4 separate regions of the Mus musculus genome follow, and regions 1, 2 and 3 are each linked to region 4. A link is a contact called in public promoter capture Hi-C data. All regions are on one chromosome and are shown on one strand. Each heading gives the region's core, a stretch centred on a gene start, on an enhancer-like site or on the middle of the called end of the contact. The rest is flanking DNA. Distances are from core to core; before and after follow the strand shown.

Region 1 (3,574 bases), core at 453-2,952, 1.4 Mb before region 4:
TAATGGAAGCTAAAGCAAGAGGTTGGGGGATTCCAGGTCAGCCTGGGCTATGCAGCAAGACCTGGTTTTGGAGACCAGAAGTAGCAAAGAAGAAGGGAGGGAGGGAGGGAGGGAGGGAGGGGCTAGAGAATATAAGAATGCTTCCAAACAGGCTTTTTTGGTCAGGCAGTTTTTACTAACCAAAACTAAATTGCATTTCTATACGTAGATTCCACCTACTGCAAAAGAAAATGCTAAACTAGTAATAGCTTATTCATTTACAGGTCAACAAAAACCAATGTAAACAAAGCAAACTGAATACAGCTATATTATGCCAATCATTCCGCAATCGTTCAGCACAGGAAAAAAAAAAAAGGTATCAAACGTGACGACTCTGTTATCTTCCTCCGCCCCCCAAAAATATGTACAATTAACCTCAAATGAAAAAAAATATTAGAATAATAGTAAATAGTAAATTTTTGAACAATGTTAAGTGTTTGTGAAACCTTCCCACTGTATCACCCTATACATGTAATTTAGCAATGGCGTAACTTCTACGCCAGGCCCAGAGCCACCTGTACAGCCAAAAATATTGGCCAGCATTGTGGGAGAGTCAGAACCGTGCCTAGAGATGCCCAGCTGCATGACAAGATTCTAGGGGCTTATTTTAACAGATAGTCCCACGACCTGCTTGAGGCTCGATCCGACCACGGGAGGGGGGGAGCGGGAGGAGAAGGGATATGGAGAGGTTAAATGAAGCATCAAAAGGTCCTCAATTTTAATTGTTGATCTCGTTAATTTCCGATCTAGGTTACTACGCCAGTGCTGATATAAAGATACAAAAACCTAGATGGGCAGCCACCACTCCGACAGTGCGTGTTCGCTGACTAATGAAGACTATAGATCTCAAGACCCAGGGTGTGGCTACCACCTACAGGGGGAAAAGGGTAGGAGTCGATAAGAAAAGGCAGCAAAGCATAGCTCTGGGAGACGAGGTGGGCATCAATGGGGGTGAAGGGATATGAAAAAGAACTGAGTCCACACATGAAAACAGGGTTAATGAAGGATGAGAGGATCCAGGGCTTGGGAGGCCCGCGCGCGTCGGAGGGAGGATGGAGTTGGGATGTACCTACCCGTCGAAGCGGACGGTGCCGGTCTGCTGGGTCTGCACACGGTAGTGTTCTAACAGCAAGCGCACCACCTTGGCGTGCCCATTGCGGGCTGCGATGATGAGGGGTGTGGAGCGCTGTCCTCCCTGCTGACTGACATAGCCCAGCAGGTAGCGGATATCGCTCTCTGACCGGTTAAGGAGCAAGGCAGCCAGAGTGAGCACCTTGCCCTCGCTGGCCGCCTTGTACACATAGCCAGCCAGGCCCTCCATGGCCGCCGCCAACTCCAACACCCGTTTGGTCGCCACCGCTGCTGCTGCCTTGCGCCCCCGGAGGCCGCGTCCACCAGCACTTCAGACCCGGGCCCTCACAGCCCATTCAACAGGGCGCCGCCGCCGTGTCCAGGCAGCAGCGCGACCCAGGGAGGGCGGAGACGCAGAGGTGGCCGAGCACCGCCGGAGGCACAAGTGGGACCCGGCCCGGGCGGGGAGAAGGACGGTCAGGGCCGCCCCCGAGGCCCCAGGCACCGGCCCTGGGCCGAGGGGATCTCCATGGCGGCCGCCGCCCCGGGTCTCAGGCCGCCTCCTTCCTGCGGGCTGCGACAGGCGCGCGCCCGAGCTACGGGTCGCCGCTGGGGTCTCGAGAGGCCCGCGCACGCCCTGGATAGCGAGCGATGTGCACGCCTGCCCGCGCCGGGCCGGAGGGTCTGGAACGGCCTCCACTTAGCTCCTCGCCGCAGGAAAACCGCGGGCACTCGCCCACCGGCGATCGAAAGGGTCCGCTGGCGAGCGGGGCTCCCGTGAGCCGCGCGTGGGTGTTCGCGGACCGCGCCGGCAGCACCAGCACCGGAACTTAGGGCGGGAGGAAAGCAGCCGCCGCAGACGGAGCCGAAGGGAGGGAGGGAAGGCAGGAGTGGGAGGGACGCTTAAGTAGGTATTGCTTCCTAAACCGACCGGCGGGCAAACGAGGCTATCCTAAAGAAAGGTTCCGCTGTGCGCAGTTAGCTGAGCTCTGATGCGGGTTTGAAAGTCCCTAGTGCCCTTGACGCAAGTAGCCATCTCGCCCCCACAGGACCCTAGGATGCTTAGTCAAGGCTGGGGGCGGAGAGAAGGCTACTGAATCTACGGGCTAGAAAGCACATCCAGTTTTATGATTATTACTGTGGGATACTGTCTGCCAGTGATTCACGCGCGGGGGCGCGAGGTGGGGGCCACAGGAAAAGGGGAAAGAGCACCCAAAAGATCCATTTTTGAATAAGGGCTATTATGAGCCTCCGAAATTTGGGAGGGCGAGAGCCGCTTCACTGAAAAGCAACTGAAAGCCTCACCAGACCTCCCAGGAAAGGGGATTAAGTGTGTAAGATAAAGAGCTAAGAGGCAGCAGTCATAGCCAGATGGAACCAGTCTCTAGTCCTGACCCTGCAGAACCTCCGCTGTCTCACTTACACGTCACAGAATTGTTAGGATTTGAAAAGAGCATTTATCCAAAGAATGCTATAAGCCATTCACGTACAAGGCTTTGGTTAGCATCAGAGATTTCTTCATCTAGGCTAGGCCTTTCTCTCCTGGGGCTTGTGTGGTTGTGTGGAGAAAGCAGACAAATAAATGATGTAGAGTTGTTGGATTCATGTCATTACTATGAAACAAGGGCTATGGGTGTGGACTAGGAGACTTCGCCTGGGTGGTCAGAGAAGTCCTCTGTAACAGGTGCCTGAAACAGAGGCTGGACAATGGAAATAGTTCAAAGATCCTGAGCAGAAGACAGATGGTGAGCTCAGAACAGAAGCAGTGTGGCTGCTGACTGTAGGAAGAGTTCTAAAGGATTAAGTCAGCAGGATGCAAGTCATGTGGCCCAGTGACCTATGCAAACGGTTTGGTTTACTCTGGGATTGCATTTAGGGAGTTTTAAATAGAAAAGTGACAAGATGGCGCTTTTTTTTTTTTTTTTAAGATCACATGCATGCTCCCTAATGTGTGCAGAACATAGCCCAGGAAGCAAGAGTTTAGAAGTTCAAAGGCCAGTTAGGAGAGGCTGGGATTAAGTGGAGGATAAACCACTTCTCAGATTATCTCCTAAAACAGTTACCTATTTTCAGATCCCTATGCAAATGTCGGGGGGAGGGGGCTTACACTATTAAAAAAAACAGTCTTGGAAATAAGAACTGAAGATAAGATTTCCTTTTTAATATTTATTTCTGTATTTTATGTATTCGGGTTCTGTGTCTGCATGAATGCCACTGTGCCTTCAAAAGAAATTATCAGGTCCTACTAAAGATTGGTTGTGGGCCAGCATGTAGTGGAAGAGAATTGAACCTGTATCCTCTGGAAAAGCAACCACTGAACCATCTCTTAAATCCCTAACTTCTGCTGACATAACTAGTAGAAGGGAAAGCTGGCCTGTTTTTGCGCTGGGACTTCAGGTTGTAAGAAAATCAAGTGTTTTTTAGGCTGTGCTGGCTAGTTGTGAAGGTTTTGAAGGGGAGTGGT
Region 2 (3,613 bases), core at 641-3,140, 1.0 Mb after region 4:
TGGGTGCTGGGAACTGAGTTCAGGTCTTCTGGAAGATCAGGAAGCTTTTTAAATCACTGAGCCATCTCTCTGGTCCTTCATTCATTTTTTTAAAGATTTATTTATGTTTGTGAGTACACTGTAGCTGTCTTCAGACACACCAGAACAGGGCATTGGATCCTATTACAGATGGTTGTGAGCCACCATGTGGTTGCTGGGAGTTGAACTCAGGACCTCTGGAAGAAGAGTCAGTGGGTTTTTTTTTTTTGTTTTTGTTTTTGTTTTTTAAACGGTATTTTTTTTTAATTAGGTATTTTCCTCATTTATGAGTCAGTGTTCTTAACCACTGAGCCATCATCTCTCCATCTCATTAATATTCTTTAAAAGTACATTTATTATACTTATGTGGCAGGAGAGGTGGTGAGAAGGTTTTCTCAGAGTGAGGGTCATGCGATATGCCTCAGACATGCAGCAGGTACCTTAGGGTTCCAGATGCTCCATGGGGCCCTAGGGGCCCCAGGACTTGGGGTGCTGGAGGGGTTTTATTTGAGGTCATAGGCTCTCAGACATTTTGGTGATTCCAAATCAGCCCAGGCCTTACAACAACCATTACCATTTGGACTCCTGGGGGTGGTTTGCATCATTGTTTGGCCTGGGAAGCTCTCTAGGGTCTGAGAATATAGTTCTGCCTGTCTTCCCTCCCGAAGTCTGAGGAGCACAGGGCCAGGTCCCATTCGGATGCCCAAGAAGGGGGTGATTTCTCAGAGAGCAGAGCCAGTGTGTGTGTATGTTTATTTATCTAATTAATGGTTGTTTTTGTTTTTGTTTTTGTAAAGTTTTGTTTTGGGGTTTGTTTTTGTTTTTTTTGAGACAGGGTTTCTCTGTGTAGCCCTTGCTGTCCTGGGATTTGATCTGTAGACCAGGCTGGACTTGAACTCAGAGATATGCCTGCCTTTGCTTCTGGTGTGCTGGGACTAAAGGCGTGAGCCACCACCTCTCAGCACGTGTGGGGTCTTTAAAGGGGACTTTTAGTCTAACAATTCAGCACTGGTCTTAGATTTCTATGTGACCAGAAGGCCAAGTGCTTTTTTTCTAGTGAGGTCTTGAAGAAGAAGAGGTAAAGGGAATCTGTTCTTACATTTTTTATTTTATTTTATTTATTTATTTTGGTTTTTCAAGACAGGGTTTCTCTGTATAGTCCTGGCTGTCCTGGAACTCACTTTGTAGACCAGGCTGGCCTCGAACTCAGAAATCCTCCTGCCTTTATTTTAATTTTTTAATGTATTTATTTTATGTATGTGAGTACACTGTAGCTGTACAGATGGTTGTGAGCCTTCATGTGGCTGTTGGGAATTGAATTTTTATTTAGGACCACTGCTTGCTCTGGTCAACCCTGCTCGCTCAGTCCCTGCTTGTTCCGGCCCAAAGATTTATTTATTATACATAAGTGCACTGTAGCTGTCTTCAAACGAATTAGAAGAGGGAGTCAGATCTCATTACCAGTGGTTGTGAACCACCATGTGGTTGCTGGGATTTGAACTCAGGACATTCAGAAGAGCAGTCAGTGCTCTTACCCGCTGAGCCATCTCACCAGCCCTACATTTATTTATTTTGTGTATACGTTCACATGTGGGCACACTTGAGCCTTGGTGCAGGTGTGGAAGTCATAGGACAAATTGCTAGAGTCACTTAGCTCCTAACATATGGGATCCTGGGATAGAACTCAGGTCGTGAGGACGGACAGCAAGTGCCTTTACTCGACCAGTTGCTGAGTCATCTTGGGGTCCGGTCTTTTCCCTTCGGCAGGGTTAGGTCATTGTTCTCCCAGTGCCTGTTTTCCCGACTTCCTGTTAGAGGCCTTCGAAGGAGGAGGATCCTGGGAAATCTGAGGTCAGACATTTGAGCAATTCAGAGAATTGCGGAGGCTGTAAGGTAGAGAGGAAGGTCTTTGGGTCGGCTACAGTGTCTTGAGAAAGTATTGTGTCACTCCGACCTTCAGTTTTCCCTGGGTATCAAGTGGCTTCTTGTGTGCAACGTGTCAGCTCCAGAGGAAACCGATTTATTCAACAGGTGGCAATTCCCAAGGTGAGCGAGGCTGGCTCAACCCGTGGAGCCAGGACAAAGACAATTCCCCGGGGCGGGTCCCGGGGCGGTTTCCACTTGGGGCGGTGGCGAGGATGACTAGCAGCCGCATTGGGCACCTTTGCCCAGCACCCGGGGCAGCTGGGATCCTCCGGGACCTGTGGGCGGGCGCGAGCTGAGCAAGGGCGCGGGAAGGGGCGGGCCTGGGCCGGGTGGGCGGAGCGGCGTGAGAGCGGCGGGCGGGGAGGTAGGCGGTGGCTGCTGGCAGTGTGGGGCGGCCAGGACTGATCGGCCGGGTCCCCGGGGTACTACCCACGCCGGGTGCAATAGCGACAACTCCATACCGGGGACTCCGGGACTGGCGGGACCCGAGAGGCGACTCTCCCAGATCCCGTGTTTCCCCGCACTGAGCGACCGTGCCCAGTGTCCTGCAGAGGACGCTCGCCGGCGCGTTCTCACCAATGTCAATTTGTCACCCCTTTGCCTAGCTCCACCCCCCGGGCTGGAAAACCTGGCAGCAGACGGTCTACGGTCCCCCGGGCCCAGGCCCCGCGCTGCCCCTCCTTGTCTCCTCCCGGCCACGCGCTACGAGCCCGGGATGCAGCTCTCCAACAGGGCAGCAGCCAGGGAGGCAGCGAGCCGCGACGTGCTGGCTGCGGACCTCCGCTGCAGCCTCTTCGCCTCGGCGCTGCAGAGCTACAAGCGGGACTCGGTGCTGCGGCCCTTCCCCGCCTCCTACGCCCGCCACGACTGTAAGGACTTCGAGGCCCTGGTGAGTCCGTCCTGATCCACCGTTGCTCGCTGCATCCTGGGCCAAGTGGCCCTGTGGAACGGCAGGCAGGAGCAGCTCCACCCGTGTTAGAAAACACGCCAATTCCCTGGACTTCCCACCCAGCCTGGCCTTGGGGAAGGTTCCCATCAGCAAGAACACTCCTAAACACCCTCGTGCAGACACACTGCCAGGTCATTCGGTGGCTGCTTCCTTTTGTCAGTGACTTAATCCCAGGAGTGATGGAATAGCTACATAGTCCTCCACAAAACGCTCTAGTGTGGCCCTAAAGGGGCGTTGATCTGAACCAGCTGTTCTGCCTAGATAAGAAGTTGTCCCTCCCTCTGCAACTAGTTAGACTTTGCCCTTCAGATGAAGTTACATATTAACAGTACTTATATAAACTGCCACGCAGTGCACATAGGCGTTGTTACTTTCTGATGATTTATAATTCGGAGTGCTGGGATGGATTACAGGTTTCAGCACTTCGCATGACCCATACATAAATCATATAATTTCTTTAAGAGTTAGGGTATTCCAGATGTCAGTTATCATTGTAATCCAAATATTTGGAATTATCTGGAAAGATATAGCTTGCCAAAATTGACTCAGTGAAGAAAATAGAAAGTCTCCAGTAGTGGTGGTGTACACCCACAATCTCAGCTCTCAGAAGGATGAGGCCGGAGCACAAATTTGAGGCTAGCCTGGGCTATAAAAAGAAACAAGCAAACAAACCTTTGCGCCTACCTGCGTCAGTGGCAAGTTCTATTTCAAATACAGGAG
Region 3 (3,296 bases), core at 396-2,895, 1.3 Mb after region 4:
CAAATAACCCTATGGGACTTTTCTAAGAGACACAAAACATTGTTAGATTGCTCACATTGTAATAAAATATGCACACACACACACACACACACACACACATATATATATCAAAGCCTATCTATCATGTATTTGGTGATGAGCTCTGAATTTTGAGAGCTGGTTAAAGGTCTTTTCAGATTCTGTATCTACCACTTTTTGCTATAATTTTGAACAATTCAGTTAGCTTTGAGATACAGTACCACTATTTGAGATCCTTCTGCCTCACCTTTTTGAGAGCCGAGACATCACTATGCATTGGGGAAAATGTGTCTGGTGTTTGTCTAAGTTCTAGACTGGAACCTAAGACTCCTGAGCCATAGATCAGTGTTTGGTTGTTTTGTGGTTTTGTTTTTGTTTTTTTGAGTCATTGTTTTCGTCTGTGCTCTCTAGGCCTGGAGAGATGGTTTGGTGGTTAACAAACTTACTGCTCTTCCAGAGGACCAAAGCTGAGTTCCTAGTACCCAGTCAGGCTTGATCCATCTTAATCATCTGCAGTTCCAGCTCCAGGGGGTCCAAAGCTGGCCTCAGCAGGCATCAACACACACACGTACACACACACACACACACACGCACACACACACGTACAGGCACACGCACACACACACACGCACACGTACATGCACAGGCACAGGGACACGCACACACACACACACACACGTGGGGGCTGAGAGATTGCTCAGAGGTTAAGAATACATATTACTTTTACACCCGTGTTAGGCAACTCACAAACACTTGTAATGCCAGCTCTAGGATCCTCCTCTGCCCTCCTTATAAACTACACTCATGTGCACCATATATTCTCTCTCCCACAAACACACACACGATTAAAAGTAATAATAATAAAAAATATTTTTAAAAGTCCCTAAAACATTAGGATCTTGCTTTAGGAACCTTACAAATTTTCAAACAAGATTGACAGGTCACTCAATATTATTATGCATTATTTCAGAGCAAAGCTGTAAGCTAACTGAAAGGTGTTGTGGCATCTGCCACATCTCTCGTAAGAACAGTGACTAGACTGTGCCTGACAGAAGAGGGCAAACCAGCGCTGAGTATACCCCCTCAACATCAGCACAAAGCCATAAAAGGAGACAAGGCTTTGAAAGGAGGTCAGAGGACAGCGTCTATACAAAAGGTAAAAACAATTTTGCTGAGAAAGCATATGCAGTTGGGAGGCTGAAGGGGAATGGGACATGGGAGGCAGAGACTAAGGGAGGGTGATGATCCAAATTCTTTATATAGGTATCAAAATGTCCTAATTAAGCCATTGTAATGAACTGATATATACTAATGTTTTAAAAAGACTATGTCAAGGCCTATTCACCAAAGCTATGGACCAAAAGTGTCTCCCCACCAAAGCATGAAGACGCCTAAAAACCGAAGTCAGAAGCACATCCCCGGGGCCTACAGCCTAGATTTTTCACTTCCTCCTCCATGCTCCTGTCAGAAGTGACCAAGAACTGACCCTTATCCACCACCAGCCTCCACAGCCTCTAGGACACCGCAAATCTCAGAACAGGGCCTCCCTTGCCAGCCCCGTCGCCATAGTAACCACCAGAGCCCCGCCCCTTCCTCGCCATCTGGTCCCGCCTCCTCGGAACCCGGAAGCGGGAGGCGCGCCCGGGGAGCTCGCAGTACCAAAGCTGGGAGGCGGTGGCCTCTGGCTGCTCGGCCGCGCGCCCCCTCTGCCCGCTGCTCCCGCGGGGCTCCTGATCTGCGGCCGCCGGTCCAGTCCGCGCCCCGCCGACTCCATCCTCTGCGCCCAAATCGGGGCGAAGATCCGTCTAGGCTGGAAAGAAAGGGACGCGGGAGCGGCCACGGCAGGTGAGGGGCAGGCCCTGGAAAGCAAGAGTGTGGGTGTGTGGTGCGTGTAGGGTTGTAGGTGGGCGTGTATCGAGCATGCGTGACTTACGAGCAGAGTTCACGAGTGGGCAGGTCCTTGTGACCATGCACGTGATCCATATCTCTGTGTGTGCGTGTGGTGCGCTCTCGCGGGCGCCTGTGTGTGTCCGATTGTGCCTGTGGGTCTGTCTAAGGTTCAGCCTCGGTTCATTGCGGATTGTTGTTGTTTCTGAACTGGTGGAACCCAGGGCGGCCCCTATGGCGATTGGTGCCCAAAATCCTTAGTCAGACATCCTCATTTTCTTGAGCCACCCATCCTGGGGCAGAAATTCAGGAGCATTTTGGTTTCAGTCAACTTTTAAGGGCTGCGAGTAGAGTTGTTTTAAAGATCCTACCTCAGACTAGGTGTGAGGCCTGTGAAAGAGTCATGAAGAGTGTAGCAGGGCGAGAGAAACCCCCCCCCCCTTTTTTCTTCTTTTCCCAGGGAGTTAGAAGTTAGGGGCTGATGTTGTTTTGTCTCCATCTGCAGTGGTCTAGCTTCTCTTTTTGCAAGGATTCTGCACATTGGGAAGCCGTCTAATAGCTGTGTATGAGTTTTCAAAAAGATTTTACACCAGAACCTTGAAACGAGTGGTCAGAGAGAAAGATGTGCGGGCAGCGTCTCCTCTCATGATATTTAGAGAGAAGTGGATAGGTTCCTGGAGAAAGGATAAATCTTACCTGAAGAAATCTCCAAAAAGATGGCTATTTAATACATATAGGTGTGGTGAAGGATGAAGATGTGTAGTGAACAGCCCGCCGCAGGGCCTTAGGTGTAGTTCAGTGGTAAAAGCCCATGGTGAGCGTTCCCCAACACCGAGAACCATAGTTATGTCACCTAGAGGCTCTCTAGTTCTAATAACCTTTTTAATTGGTTGTATTAACAACCACAGATTGTCCCTATATAAGACACCTATACATTGAGATAAAGGACCAGCAATATGTGACTGACCGTGTGTTAAACATTTGTAGAGGCGATTTCCTCAGCTATGAACTGCAGGTTCTGTTGAAACTCTGAAGGCCAAGTACATGCTCTCTCACAACTAGCCAACTTACTGTCCAGCAACGCAAGGTCCAAGAAGAGCTGGGGAGCCTTAGCATCCTGGCCAGCGGGAGGAGGGGTTTCCTTGATAAAGCTTATCTCTGCCTCTTTCCTCACCAGCCTGAACAGGTGCTTCTGTTTTTTGTAAAGAACAGAGTCACGAGAAAGCAAATCTGTCCTGAACACACTGCCCATGTTTCTTTTCATCCTGACCAGTTTGGTCACAGTCTCAGCTAACTTTCTGGGCCACAGATTTTTTTTTTTTTTTTTTTTTTTTTTTTTTTTTAAGAATGTTTCTCTTGTGACTTGGAAAAGCATCCGGCTTAAGTGGATG
Region 4 (3,506 bases), core at 816-3,315:
TAGTCTTGAATGAATGTAGAGTAAACTACCAGTTATAGGGTACTGAGAACTCTGAGAGGACAGGAACTGTGAATCACTTGTAACATTTCAGAGACATGATTATGGCCCAAAACAGAACACTGGAGATGGGCAAGAACGAGACTTGTCTAGCATGCACAAGACCCCCACCTCTGATCCTCAGCGAAGAATTAAAACAACAGAAGTGGCTGGGAGTCTGGGAAAGATGAAAAGAAAGAAGCTGGCTGGTCTTTTAAGTTTAGGACTCTTAACTTGAAGAATTCTGGAGTTAAATGCCACATCGGCAAGAATGGTAATTTCTTCCTAGGTTTGTGGTGAAGCCCTGGAGATCACCAAGAAACTTCAGTAGGCACGGAGAGGGATACAGTAAGTGAAAACTTCTAGAGTTTATGCATGGAAAGATGAAAACATCCAGGAAAGAATTAGTAAGCATAAAGGATCTAAATAAATTTGTATCAATGGAGGTGATAAAACAGACATAAAACAACCATAGAAGCTGAGAACATAACTCGGGAATAACAGTGCTTGCCTAAAATGTGTGAAGCCATTTCCAGAACCTCAAAAGCTGGGCATAATGGTACATGCCTGTAAGGACAGCACATTGGACACCGGGCCACGATGTTTACAAGTCCAAACTCAGAGATCTTGGGTTTAAAACAATAAAGTACTTAACACCATGGCAAAATACCACAACAGTTAAAAACAACTCAAGTTCCTGAGCTCAAAGACATTAGCTTCTTTAAAAACATCAGTTTTGTTGGGCGTGGTGGCTCATGCTTTTATTCGTAGCACTAGGGAGGCAGAGGCAGGTGAATTTCTGAGTTCAAGGCCAGCCTGGTCTACAGAGTGAGTTCCAGGACAACCAGTGCTACACAGAGAAACCCTGTCTCAAAAAAAAAAAAAACAAAAAAAAACAAACACAACACAACAACAAAAACCCAACCACTAAAACCCACTAGTTTTAGCTGGGCAGTGGTGGCTCCCGCCTTTGACCCCCAGCACTCTGAGGGCTGAGGCGGCCGGATCTCTGAGTTCCAGGCCAGCCTACTCTACAGATTGAGTTCCAAGACAGACAGGGTTACACAGAGACACTATTTTTTTTTTTTTTTTTTTTTTTTTTGATTTTTCGAGACAGGGTTTCTCTGTATAGCTCTGGCTGTCCTGGAACTCACTCTCTAGACCAGGCTGGCCTCGAACTTCGCCTGCCTCTGCCTCCCGAGTGCTGGGATTAAAGGCGTGCGCCACCACGCCGGGCTCTGAAACTATCTTAAAAAACAAAAGCACATTAGTTCTTTTCCTGTAGTAGTGAAAAATTATTACTGCTTTTGTAAACAGGAGGGGCAATAATGGCAGTTAAAAATGATAGCATTTAGAGACTAATGGGCTATACCCAACTAGCAACACCTTGCACCTAGAATTAAAGTTTTTTGTCTTCACATCAGGCCTACGAAATCAAAAATCTCAGAGGCTGAGCCAGTCAATGTATATTTTGGCAACCCTGTGGGTGATTCTGATGTGAGTCGCTGACTTAGATTTTCACACAGGATGTAGAAGTTGACAGAATTTCACTGAGGGAACACAGTGAATTTGTGGCACGGCTCACGCCTCTCATCTCGGCATCAGGAGGCTGCCGAGGAGGGTCGATGCGGATTCTGTCCGTTTCTGAGCTTGAGGCCCGATGACATCTAGCTCTCTGTGTCCCAGGAGCCTCTACTTAGAAGCGTGTACATCAGTCCAATCCGTACACTGCTTTGCCATCTTGCCTCCCTTGGGTAAGCTCGGGTGTTTTCTCCGGAGGCCGGCAGTAGCCTAGGCCTCCGCAGAGCCCTGGCTGCCTCTCACATCCCAGGTCCAGGAAAGCCGGCAGCCAGCTGTGGCAAACACCACCGGCAGGGGAGGGACAAGTACCATCCCATTCCCCAACCACAACTCACTGCCGGAGACGAGCATAAAACTCCTCCGCCGCGCGGTTCATTCGCGACCACATACCGCCGTGGCCTCCGTCCATTGCTAAGAAGTTAAACTGAACTGCGCGCCCAGACAATGACGTCAGAGGCCATGACCCCGCCCCGCCGGAACTACTTCACGCTTTAAGTTCGGTTTGTACTCAACGCTAACACATTGCTTTAATTTAGTAGAGCATCCCCTCAATTTACTATTCCAAAAGTCTCCCATTTCTGTTAGGGGGGAAAAAATGGACTAAAAGAGATGTTATGATGAGGGTGGGCGGGATGAGGAGAAAGATAATTCTCGCGAGAGTTGTGACGAGTTACGAATTATTCCGCGAAAAAGAGTCCCTCCTTTCTAATCACTCTTTTTAACTTTAAAAAAAATGAATACATAATTTTAACACACGTCACGCAATAATATTACCTTTTGAAATTTTTACATGTAGCAGAAAGATAGATCGTGTCTCTAATTTGATTTTGATAAGGGGCAGGATGCGGAAGACGAGTGGAAGGATATATAGAGTACAAGTGACAAGTCTTTCCTTTTCCTGTGGGAGCAGCCGGGTAGAGAGGAGCGTGGCCTTCTCCTCTCCCCGTCATGGTGAGTGGAGGTCTTCTACACTGGGCTTCCCCCTGGTCTGGGGGGCGGCTATAGAGGAGGGCGAAGGTTCAGAACATGGAATCTGCAGAGAGGAGACGAGGGAAAGGAAACCTAGCACCTTTTCTGGCCGGAGCTGAGTTGTGGGCGCTGAGGCAGCCATCTTAGAGGCAACGTGGGCAACAGCGCCAGGTGGATGGTAGAGGAACCTTTGGGATCTTAGCTTTTCTTAGTTCTAAGCTTTGCTTAGTTCTAAGCAGGGTTGCTGGAAGCCGAGCGTTTTGATGCCAGAGACTTGTCAGGGGTTCGAGATCGTCCGATGACAACTCCGCACAGGCCGTGGCGGGTCATGTGCTTTCAGTCCGGAGAAATTGTCTTCAAAGAAAAGGGCTGAAGGATATCTGAATTTATGCTTTCCAGGAAGATTGCCTTCACCTCTTTAAGACAATTTCTGGAAATGCATGTCTTCGTTACTTTATATGATGTAATCTAGACCTTTGAATCTTAAGCGAGTTTTCAGTAGTAATTAGTATATTGTTTTACCACGAATGTTTATCTGTAGATGGATTAAGGTTGTTCTGACCACAGTAATTTGGAGACTGTTAGATTCATCGTTAAACCGACTAGATAGGTTGTCCTATTGTGAGACGACTTAAAGGGGGGTATAGTAGAAGAGATGGTATAGTATCTGGAAGGGCACATGGGAAATAGGTCAGACCTAAGTGCTGGTGGAATCCTCAGTTAAGAGTCTTTCAGAGTATCAAAACGTTTCTGAATTTGAAGGGGTCTGGAACATTGGATAAATGAGCAGGCCAGCTTTGCTGAAGTTGGTGAGGGTAGAATTAATTTAACATGTCCTCATTAAACAGTATCTATGAACAGTTTTTATAATGTTGCTTCCAAGTTTGTTTCTCATTAAAATTGATAGATTTTCAGGTTGT

What was found. Promoter capture Hi-C pulls out the DNA fragments that hold promoters and counts their contacts.
Region 1: a promoter capture Hi-C map of pre-B cells shows a contact between it and region 4, with 7 times the contacts expected there. The contact joins the promoter of Fem1b here to the promoter of Zwilch in region 4. A contact is called at or near these places in 4 of 39 promoter capture datasets (embryonic stem cells, erythroid cells, liver and 1 more), 2 of 115 datasets of contacts at active chromatin or transcription factors (astrocytes and large pre-B cells) and 1 of 9 other capture datasets (liver).
Region 2: a contact with region 4 is called in a promoter capture Hi-C map of erythroid cells, with 6 times the contacts expected there. The contact joins the promoter of Parp16 here to the promoter of Zwilch in region 4. A contact is called at or near these places in 12 of 39 promoter capture datasets (3T3-L1-derived adipocytes, the C10 cell line, cranial neural crest and 7 more), 1 of 115 datasets of contacts at active chromatin or transcription factors (fetal liver) and 2 of 9 other capture datasets (liver and macrophages).
Region 3: a promoter capture Hi-C map of erythroid cells shows a contact between it and region 4, with 3 times the contacts expected there. The contact joins the promoter of Spg21 here to the promoter of Zwilch in region 4. A contact is called at or near these places in 5 of 39 promoter capture datasets (erythroid cells, hippocampal neurons, liver and 2 more) and 1 of 115 datasets of contacts at active chromatin or transcription factors (astrocytes).

What each region holds. Positions count from the first base shown.
Region 1 is chr9:62,809,946-62,813,519 of GRCm38.p6, forward strand. It overlaps Fem1b (fem 1 homolog b), which reads right to left and starts at 1,703. Exons shown (of 2, transcript NM_010193.4): 1 at 1,113-1,703. The coding sequence starts at 1,360.
Region 2 is chr9:65,212,800-65,216,412 of GRCm38.p6, forward strand. It overlaps Parp16 (poly (ADP-ribose) polymerase family, member 16), which reads left to right and starts at 1,891. Exons shown (of 7, transcript NM_177460.4): 1 at 1,891-2,064; 2 at 2,550-2,833. The coding sequence starts at 2,660.
Region 3 is chr9:65,459,292-65,462,587 of GRCm38.p6, forward strand. It overlaps Spg21 (SPG21, maspardin), which reads left to right and starts at 1,646. Exons shown (of 9, transcript NM_138584.2): 1 at 1,646-1,863.
Region 4 is chr9:64,170,866-64,174,371 of GRCm38.p6, forward strand. Zwilch (zwilch kinetochore protein) reads right to left here and starts at 2,066. Exons shown (of 19, transcript NM_026507.4): 1 at 1,953-2,066. The coding sequence starts at 2,026. It overlaps Rpl4 (ribosomal protein L4), which reads left to right and starts at 2,522. Exons shown (of 10, transcript NM_024212.4): 1 at 2,522-2,568. The coding sequence starts at 2,566.